2 separate regions of the Gossypium arboreum genome follow, and region 2 is linked to region 1. A link is a contact called in public Hi-C data. All regions are on one chromosome and are shown on one strand. Each heading gives the region's core, a stretch centred on a gene start, on an enhancer-like site or on the middle of the called end of the contact. The rest is flanking DNA. Distances are from core to core; before and after follow the strand shown. Region 1 holds the start of LOC108469471 (F-box/LRR-repeat protein 13-like). Region 2 holds the start of LOC108468154 (NADH dehydrogenase [ubiquinone] 1 beta subcomplex subunit 8, mitochondrial-like).

What was found. Hi-C and Micro-C count contacts between places; a contact is called where the count stands out from the background.
Region 2: a Hi-C map of leaf shows a contact between it and region 1, with 2.7 times the contacts expected there. The contact joins the promoter of LOC108468154 here to the promoter of LOC108469471 in region 1. A contact is called at or near these places in 2 of 5 Hi-C or Micro-C datasets (both in leaf).

What each region holds. Positions count from the first base shown.
Region 1 is chr8:12,151,612-12,156,080 of ASM2569848v2, reverse strand. It overlaps LOC108469471 (F-box/LRR-repeat protein 13-like), which reads right to left and starts at 2,222. Exons shown (of 4, transcript XM_017770352.2): 1 at 1,019-2,222; 2 at 751-909; 3 at 249-664; 4 at 1-161. The coding sequence starts at 2,008. The coding sequence ends at 140.
Region 2 is chr8:12,853,751-12,858,219 of ASM2569848v2, reverse strand. It overlaps LOC108468154 (NADH dehydrogenase [ubiquinone] 1 beta subcomplex subunit 8, mitochondrial-like), which reads right to left and starts at 2,625. Exons shown (of 4, transcript XM_017769026.2): 1 at 2,400-2,625; 2 at 2,212-2,298; 3 at 1,991-2,086; 4 at 366-598. The coding sequence starts at 2,537. The coding sequence ends at 542.

The DNA.
Region 1 (4,469 bases), core at 973-3,472:
TAGATGACACTAGAAATAGGTGAAGGAAAGGAAGAAGAGAAAAAAACAAAAGAAGCAGTCGTCAAGATGGGCATATCACTCCATATGCATTGGTGTTGAAATTCAATCATTGATTCTTCAATACAGAGAACATGAAATTCTAGTCGCCAAAATGACGTCTCCTGAAATCATAAACAGAATAAATATTGGTTAGAATTAAGCATTGATTGATTTGGCAACAAGTAATTAAGGAGTTGAATAGTAGCCACCAGGATTCAATTCGCCATTCTTGTCCAAATTTGATTCGAACACGAGGAGAAGCTTTACGAAAATTAAGGATGGTTGCTATAATAGAATTAGCTTCTTCCTGGATTGTATCAGAAAGTTGTTGAGGGTAGCCAGATTTAGTAATATCTTGTAACACATTGTCATGCATCACACTCAGATCACCTAGCCGCCAAAACAGCCATAGTTTTCGAAGATTCACAGCCTTCTCCAACAGCAACCTCACCAACAACATTTCACCATCAAATCCTGAAAAGCATCTCACCTCAGCTATTTCCAGCTTTTCCAGATTTCCAACTTCGTACGGATTACGTTGTGAACTCTCGCCCTCCTCATATTCATCTGCCACGTGACCTTCGCTTATACATTGGCAGAACACAGCCCCACTTTCCCCCCGAAACTGTTCATTCATTTCACTAACCCGTAATTATAAGAAAAGCATCATTAATTTCAATTAAGTTTTAAAAGTATTGGTCCAGAACTTACATCTACTGCAATTTCTATGAGAGAGGGGGAATCCCCTAAGAAGGCAACCAGGTTGTAAACCGCATTTGGAGATTTTAGTGGACCATACCAAAAAACATGCGTGAGATTTTGGAATGTTTGGAATGGGATGCCTCTTGTGTAGTACTCTTTTGCGACGAACTTATTTATACCAAAGCAATATATATATATATATATCAGAAACAACTGTATATCCAAGAATATGCGAGATTAAAACAATGTATGAAAAATAAGACGAAACAAAAGGTACCTCCACAACCGCAAAATTTAGAATCATAGTGTTCACATGCCTGATTTGATCGATCAATTCTCTAACGTGGACAGTATATGCCTCATTCATTGGTTCCTCCCTCCCTTGCAAGTGTAAAATTTGTAATACCGGACAGTTGTTCAAATAAAATTTGGTCAAGTCACCTGAGTAAACCAGGTTTCCGACAAGTGGAGCATCAACACGTAATGACCTGAACTCCCCATCATCACTATCTTCAAGACACCTAAAACTAATCAGCCTAAGATTTGGACCACTGATGTTAACATTCTTAAGCCCCTCACACATATTAATGACCAATTCCTCAAGAGGGACGCATTTACGAAGGCACAAATCCACAGTCGCATCTGCAAGTTTGCAGTTGGTGAGAACAAGAAGCTTAAGAGAAGAAAAGACTGACGCAGCAATAGGTTGACCAGGACGAGGTGGTTTAAAGTCAACAAAGCTTAAAACAAGGTGCTCCAGTATTTTACTTCGATTGGAGAAAAGAGAATCTGGCAACTGAAAGAATCTCCTTGCTAAAGAAACTGACATGAGGCCTATCGTCAGTTGACGGACGTTCTTGGAGAGTGCAAAATTGACCCATCTTTGTACATCAGGGTTAGAACGCTCGCTAACGTGGCCAACAGTGGTGAATTTTATGATCTGAGGAGATAGGAGGAGTTCTAAGCAGCGAGTAATTGGAGAATAGTCGGCTTGGTTATCGGAGAAGGGTAAACTGTGGAAATCTACGCCTTGGGTGTGCTTCCAGAGATTACTCCACCTTTTACTTAAGATGCTGGTTCGGACAACCGAGTCCATGGGCATCTTGGATAGAATGCGGAAAAGCACTGTATTAGGTAATGCACTGAGTCGGTCTCGTCTACGAGTTGTTCCGGCGTTCCAATCTGAAACCTGATCCTTGGTCATTTCCAACCATTCCAGCCTTCTGTTCACAAGACGACGAAGACTAGAATCCATGACAACTTCCATCTTTGATCAACAAAATCCAACGACTACAAACTGGAAACAAAGAAAGCAAGAAGATTGTTTAATCAAGTATAAAATGGGAATCCACTCTTTCTAAAAGAAAACAAGAACAAGAATGAAAGAAAAAATAAACATGAAAAGACACTTCGGTTTTTTCTGTTTTTGGTCGATCATTTTTTCCCCTTTAATTAACTGATTAATAGCAGTTTCAGTTGACACCAGTAAATTTTATTTCCAGTTGTATAAAATTCGATTAAATATACCCATAACTTAAGGTAGGAAATTGTCATTCATTAAAGAGCGAGCACGGAGCAAAGCAATCCAATGTACTGGGCTGGATTCAGTTTCCACCCAAATGGATTTAATATAAGTGAGAAACAGGGCCCAACACAATAGGCATACTGATTGTGCGGTCAATGATTTTATCAGGGAGATAGACATGGACCACTCTAATGTAACCAAAATACATTGATATGGAACTGTTGGGGAAACTAATTAGAAAGGAATATGTGAGACAAAGCAAAACACCTGATATGTAGTAGCAAACCAGAGTTCTTAAACTGGGTTGAGATCAACAGGGACGATAAAGAGATTATTGATGAGCTAGTTACCATGGAACTAAATAGAATTAGAAGCGATTGTCAAAGGCGGAGTGGGGGTTGATGAGACTCCTTTCATGAAATGTTTTTGGTGTTGGATCAAGACCAAAACAAATGGCTATTAGAAAATCGTTATAGGATATTAAATCGGATATGAAGTTGATAAAGAAGTCAAAGGTTGATGAGGTTAAATCTGGTGTTTGATTTTTTTATTTTTTATTTTGTAGGAACTTAGAAAACAGATCAAGAAATCACAGCAAAGTCTTGAGCTAGAAGCTACTGTAACTTGCTGAACAAACAAGGAAATCGACTTAAATTGTAACAAGAACAGATTACTCAATAAGAACCAAAACAAGAAGAGAATTCTGGTGAATGATTCATCATCTCATTTCTGAAACAAAGCATTACATATATCAAGTAATCAACTTGTCAAAAAGATGAAAATATTGCCTAAACACACCTAACTCCACTAACAAAGTCTTGAAACGTACAAAACTTTGCTTGCACACTTGGTTAAGATGATTTATCAAATCTATCAGCACCAAATTGCATCAAATCCCTTACATACTTAGTTCTAGTGTAACTAAGTAGCAAAAACATCAACTAAAAAGTAACAAAACAGCAACATATTCTTCAGCTGCAACTTGCATGGCTCGAACTGCTATGGTCTGCATGAAAGCCATCTTTTAACATTCCTTCTTGGCTTTCATGCTGCAAACTCCTAATCTAGCTCTCAAATTCTCGAACCTTGGTACACCAAGAGGTTTTATGAATATATCAGCTAACTGATCTTCAAAACTGCAATGAACCAATTTGATTTCTTGAGATTGTTCCACTTCTTTAACAAAATGAAACTTGATCTTAAAATATTTTGTTTTGCGATGAAATACTGGATTCTTTGCAATTGCAACAGTAGATTGATTATCACTTCTGATCTCTATTGCTTCTATTTGATGTAAGTTCATATCTGCCATTAGCTTTCTTAACCAAATTTCTTGATTAACAGCTGATGCAGCTGCAACATATTTAGCTTCAGCTGTTAATTGAGCAACAATGGATTGTTTCTTTGAACTCCAACAAAAAACAGCTAATCCAAGGGTAAACAGATACCCTGAAGTGCTTTTCATATCATCAGTTGATCCTGCCCAATCACTATTAGTAAAACCAACAAGCTTTATGCTGTCAACCTTGGTGAACATAATTCCAAAGCTCAGAGTTCCTTTGATGTACCTGAGAACTCTCTTTGCAGCTTGAAAATGGTTTACATTGCAATAGTGCATGAACCTGGATAGGAGACTGACTACAAACATTATGTCTGGTCTTGTGGCTGTTAAGTAGAACAAACATCCCACTAGGCTCCTATAGGTAGATTTATTAACCTTATCAAAACCACCTTAGCTAGATAGCTTTTCTTCAACAACAACTGGAGTAATGGTTGCTTTGTAATTTTGCATGAAAAATCTGTTTAAAATTTTTAAGGCAAATGCCTTTTGGCTTATGAAAATCCCTTGCTGAGTCTAAAATAACTCCATCCCAAGGAAATAGGACATTTCACCCAAATTAGACATTTCAAGCATACTCATCATTTTGTCTTTGAAATCTATCAGCATAGCATCATTTGATCCCAAGTACTTTAGCAAAAACTTCTCGGTTATTTGATCCCAAGTAGTGATAGAACCTCGTGGTAGGGATTTCAACCATTGCTTAGTCTTATTTCTCAACAAAAAGGGGAATAACCGTAGGCGAATGGCATCATCAGAAACGCCATTTATCTTGAAAGTGTCGAGAATTCTAGGAAATTAGTCAAATGAGTATTTGGGTCTTCGTCCCGCAAACCATCAAACTTAACAAACTGTTGAATCATT
Region 2 (4,469 bases), core at 1,376-3,875, 700 kb before region 1:
TTTTTGGGGGGGGGGTGGGGGTCAAATTATGCTATTAGACCCTATACTTTGACCCGAATCTTAGAAACAGAGAACCCAACGTTGCACTGCTTACCTATTTATAAACAGTTATAGGTTACATAACTTTATTGAGACTTGTCAAGGTTGGAACTTTACTCAACTGCCTAGAAGCTCTACTCAAACAAATTGTAAGTACAGCTTTAAGTAATTGTTTATCATTCATTCTTTAACATGGAATGGACAAACTGTTCTACACCACAATCTACTTTTTGTAACATTATAGCCATATGGCATCATCTAATTACTGCAAAATTTGGCACCAACCCTTTGAAAATAAAAAGGAGGCAACGCATCTTTTAATAAGATTTTATGAACCAAAACACATTGGGTTATTTGTTCAAATTTCAAAATGTTAGTTTCAGCAACAAGCCCACAGAATCCATTATTTAATTGTTTTTAAGTTCCAAAAGTAAACCAATAAAGAACAGAGGACACAAGTGAAACGAACAATAGATGTATAGAACTTTGCATATGGATCTACCTACGGTTCTCCACCAAGCTCCACTCGCAGGCTGTCATATGGATATACTTTTGGTGCCTGCTTAACAGTAGGGAAAAGATATCAATCAGCATGAGAAATATCAAACAACGTATACCAGCAAGTAACATAACATTAAGACTGTAACAAACTAAACTCTTGCAAGCAACAAAAATTTACACCAAATTAATGACATGTAGGTTACTTCTCTCTAGCTACTTTTTGGGCTGCTAATGACACACAACATGAAATGTTGATGGATGTACCATTGAAGAAAGGAATTAAAAGCCATACAAAATAAAAAGGATAAGGAATCTTCTAAAATAGACATCACTAAACCCAAAGCAAGCAGAAGACTTCCACTTACCTAGCAGAAACATCATTGTTTAAATAGCACAAGTAAACAGTGGTTTCCATTGATTTACCATAAAATATCTAATGTGAACTCTCAAGAACTTCAATTATACCTTTCAAAAACAAAATAACTTTAATTATCTATGCAATTGACATGGCAGTGCTAGCATATTGTCAAAAGATATACCCTAAAAAGGCTTCTTGCGAAGCCCAAAATATATTGTCAAAGTTGCTAACTGAGCATGAGACGGATTTCAAACTCCAGCAGGCAGAATAATGAGACAGAAGGCCAAACTAGCCAGTAGCCCCCAATGGAAGGGATTTCCTCAACAATTCAACACATCTAACAGGGGAAATGCATTTCTGAAAATATTTCTAAGTTCATCAGAGAATCAAGCAAGGGAAAACCAAAGACAAGGGCTTTCTATCATGAACCTTTGCAAAATTCATCCTCTCAACCATAATCATTGTTGAGAAAACAGGCTAGAGTCCTCTAGCATGAAATATCTTCCATCCTAAAGCAGGTAGTTCACATATCCCCCTATTCTGGGATAATGACTCACTCGAGCTTGAAGTTCAAAATTTCTCAGCTTAAAACATGAGTGACATTATGGTACCTTTTGATCCGGTCACTATCCTACATTCCTATTTTCCCAATTTCAAACATATCCAAAACACCACTAAGCTACAAATATTAATATTACATGAACACGTTAAAAAAACTATAAGGTAGCATTTGGGGTCTTGGGTTTCAAACTTTGGATTTGAATTTCGAGAATAGTGCAAATTGAGTGATAATACACATACAAATATATTACTCATGATTGTTTCTCAAATCCCTGGATTTGTTGGATGCCTAGTAGTGAATTTGAAATTCCCAAGGAATTTAACAAATTCATGCTTTTTATACTTTCCAAAAACGCATTATATTGAAATTCATCTAATTTATTCATAATATATACAATTCATTCTCACAATTTATATAGCAAATGAAATCCAAATCCAAGAGTTTCAATTTCATATTCCCAAATGCAGCATAAAGAAAATTGAATTGAACTAAGGCAAAGTCAACTAATCAAGTCAGAGATTTGAACTCACGAATGGAATCTTGGAGGCCTTATCATTCCACCAAGCCAAAAATCCCAACGATGCAAAGAAGCTCAAGCCTCCACACATCCAAGCTAATGCCTCATACTACTCCCAGAAAAATGAAACATAGGAACAAGAACAGAGAAAAAAAAAAGAGTAATTTCTTCAAATAATCCAAAATCCCACTACCATAAAACGCAAATGAACATTTAAATAGAGAACTTACTTACCTTTCCGACGGTATCAGCGATTCGATCAATACAAGGTTCTGGAAATGCAGTTCCATTGTCCCAAATTAGCTCGTCATTTACAGGAAGCTGAAAGGTTCCAGCAGGAGTAAAATTGTAGGGTTTTGGGTTAGTCTTTTTAATGATTTTAACTGAATAGATCTGAAGAATTATGAAGTGATTGAGCTTACGGGCTTGTCGGGAACGATATGTTTGCCGACAGGGAGACCCATACCGGAACGGAGTCGAAAAGAAGAGGCGACGGAGCGCGATACGACGCCAGTTCCGCCCATTATACGTGACGCTACGTTGCTCAATCTTCCTGCCATTTCTTTTCTCCTCGGAACTTTCTGCAGAACCAAACTCTGGTTTCTGTATTAATATTTAGCTATGACTAATTCCAATGGGCCATTTGCCCACGATAGGGATAGATAAATGATATTCAAACGATAAACAAAACGTAATGGATTCGAAGCCGAAGCCCATCAATATGGACCTATGGAAACCTTTTTAGTGTCAAAATTGTGATATTTTAACTTGTTCAAATATCAGGTTTTAGGTTTGATTTTCACATTACATAAACTGTTCTGTTTCTAAATATATTCTAGTCGTCCAAATTTATTTTGATTCAAACCCAAATATATTCTAGATATTTGGAGCTGTGAGTCTATTTGTATTCATAATTTTTTAAGTACATATTACAAATTGAAGGGAAAACACGACAATAGATTTTAAACTTTAGTCTTTTGACGGTGAACAAAGGACTTAATCACTATTCATTAACGCTTTAAAAATTTTAAATATATTTTTTTCAAAAACTTAGTTTAAGATAAATATTTAACTTGACTTTGAAATTAAGCCTCTTTCGTCTCAAGGTCCTCCAACACTTAACCTCGACCTTAGATCTTGCAAGTTTCTATTATCACCCAAAGTTTCCCTTTATCTTGAAACCACATACAAATGTATTTAAATTCCTTCAACCCTGAGGGGTTTAAAGAGTCCATAACCTCTTTAAGGTCCTCATATAATCCATCGGTGCTTAAGACGTCAATCTCTTAAAATTTTTATATCTCTTCATTTTTATTAACCTCGTAGTTATAGCTCCCTAAGAGGAGTTTGAGGAGTTCATGTGGCACATCCATGATTGTCCCTTGCATTTCATAGACTCGTCATCATAAGATACCCCAAGTAGCAACGATCTTTTCCTCCAAAAAGTTTGAATGCCCCACTCATGCTCCCTTTATGATCACCTTGGTACTTGACACACTGATCCTTAAGGCCTTCGTAATCTTTCCCCCAATTTACTCAAAGGTTTCAATCCTCAAAAACCAATAGGAGTCTAAGGAGCATTCAAGCCACCTATAGAGTCCCATCGATACAAGAAAAGATGTGAGTGTAGGGGTATGATGAGCAAATGCTTATATATTTTAAGTCTTAATTCCCTCACATTTGCATTGTTCTTAATTAATTTTTAGTTAGTTTTGTATAAATAGGTCCATTTTTCCATTAGCTATTGAAAAAAATTAGTTTTAAGTTATTCTTAATGTTTTTGTGTTCTTGAGTTACAAAGCTTTTCCAAAGTCTTCTTGTAGACATTAGATTGAGTTCAAGAGAAAAAAAAAGCATATTCGAAAGAGGTGGAAAAAGGAAAAAGCTGGAAAATGCAAAAAGTCTGAATCTATTTGCAAATAATTCACTTTACATAAACACAAAAAGTAAGAATATGTTCTACTTTTCGTCAGTACTCGAGTTTCAAATTTGTGATATTTATTAAATTAATTAGGCTTTTGGTCTTTTCCGCTCTAGCTTGAGATCTTGCCTTAGAAAAGCCTTGTAAATGGTAGAAGCATGTTGGATTCCTTAGGTTGCCTTAAACTTTTGATTACGTTTTCTTAGGTTAGAAAGTATAGAAAGTTTGGAGAGTTTGGTTTAGTAGTTTTTATTTGTTTTTAGTTTTGTAATAATTTGTTTTTACTTTAAACTTTTAATTTTCTTGTAAATTACAATAACTCTTTTAGAGATTCTTTATTATTAAGTTGTCTTAATTTGACGTAATTCTTTGGTTGTGATACCTCATTTTAATATCTTTTATGTTGTTTTCCAATTTAAAATGAGCAAAATTATTTATGCGGATGGGAAATCCTTATGTTAGTGGCTTAGTAATTGAAATAGGATTAAAACTTAAGAATAAGACAACGATTTAATTCTATAATTTGTGCTCATGTATTAATTCTAGTTGACTACTATGTTGATATAATTCC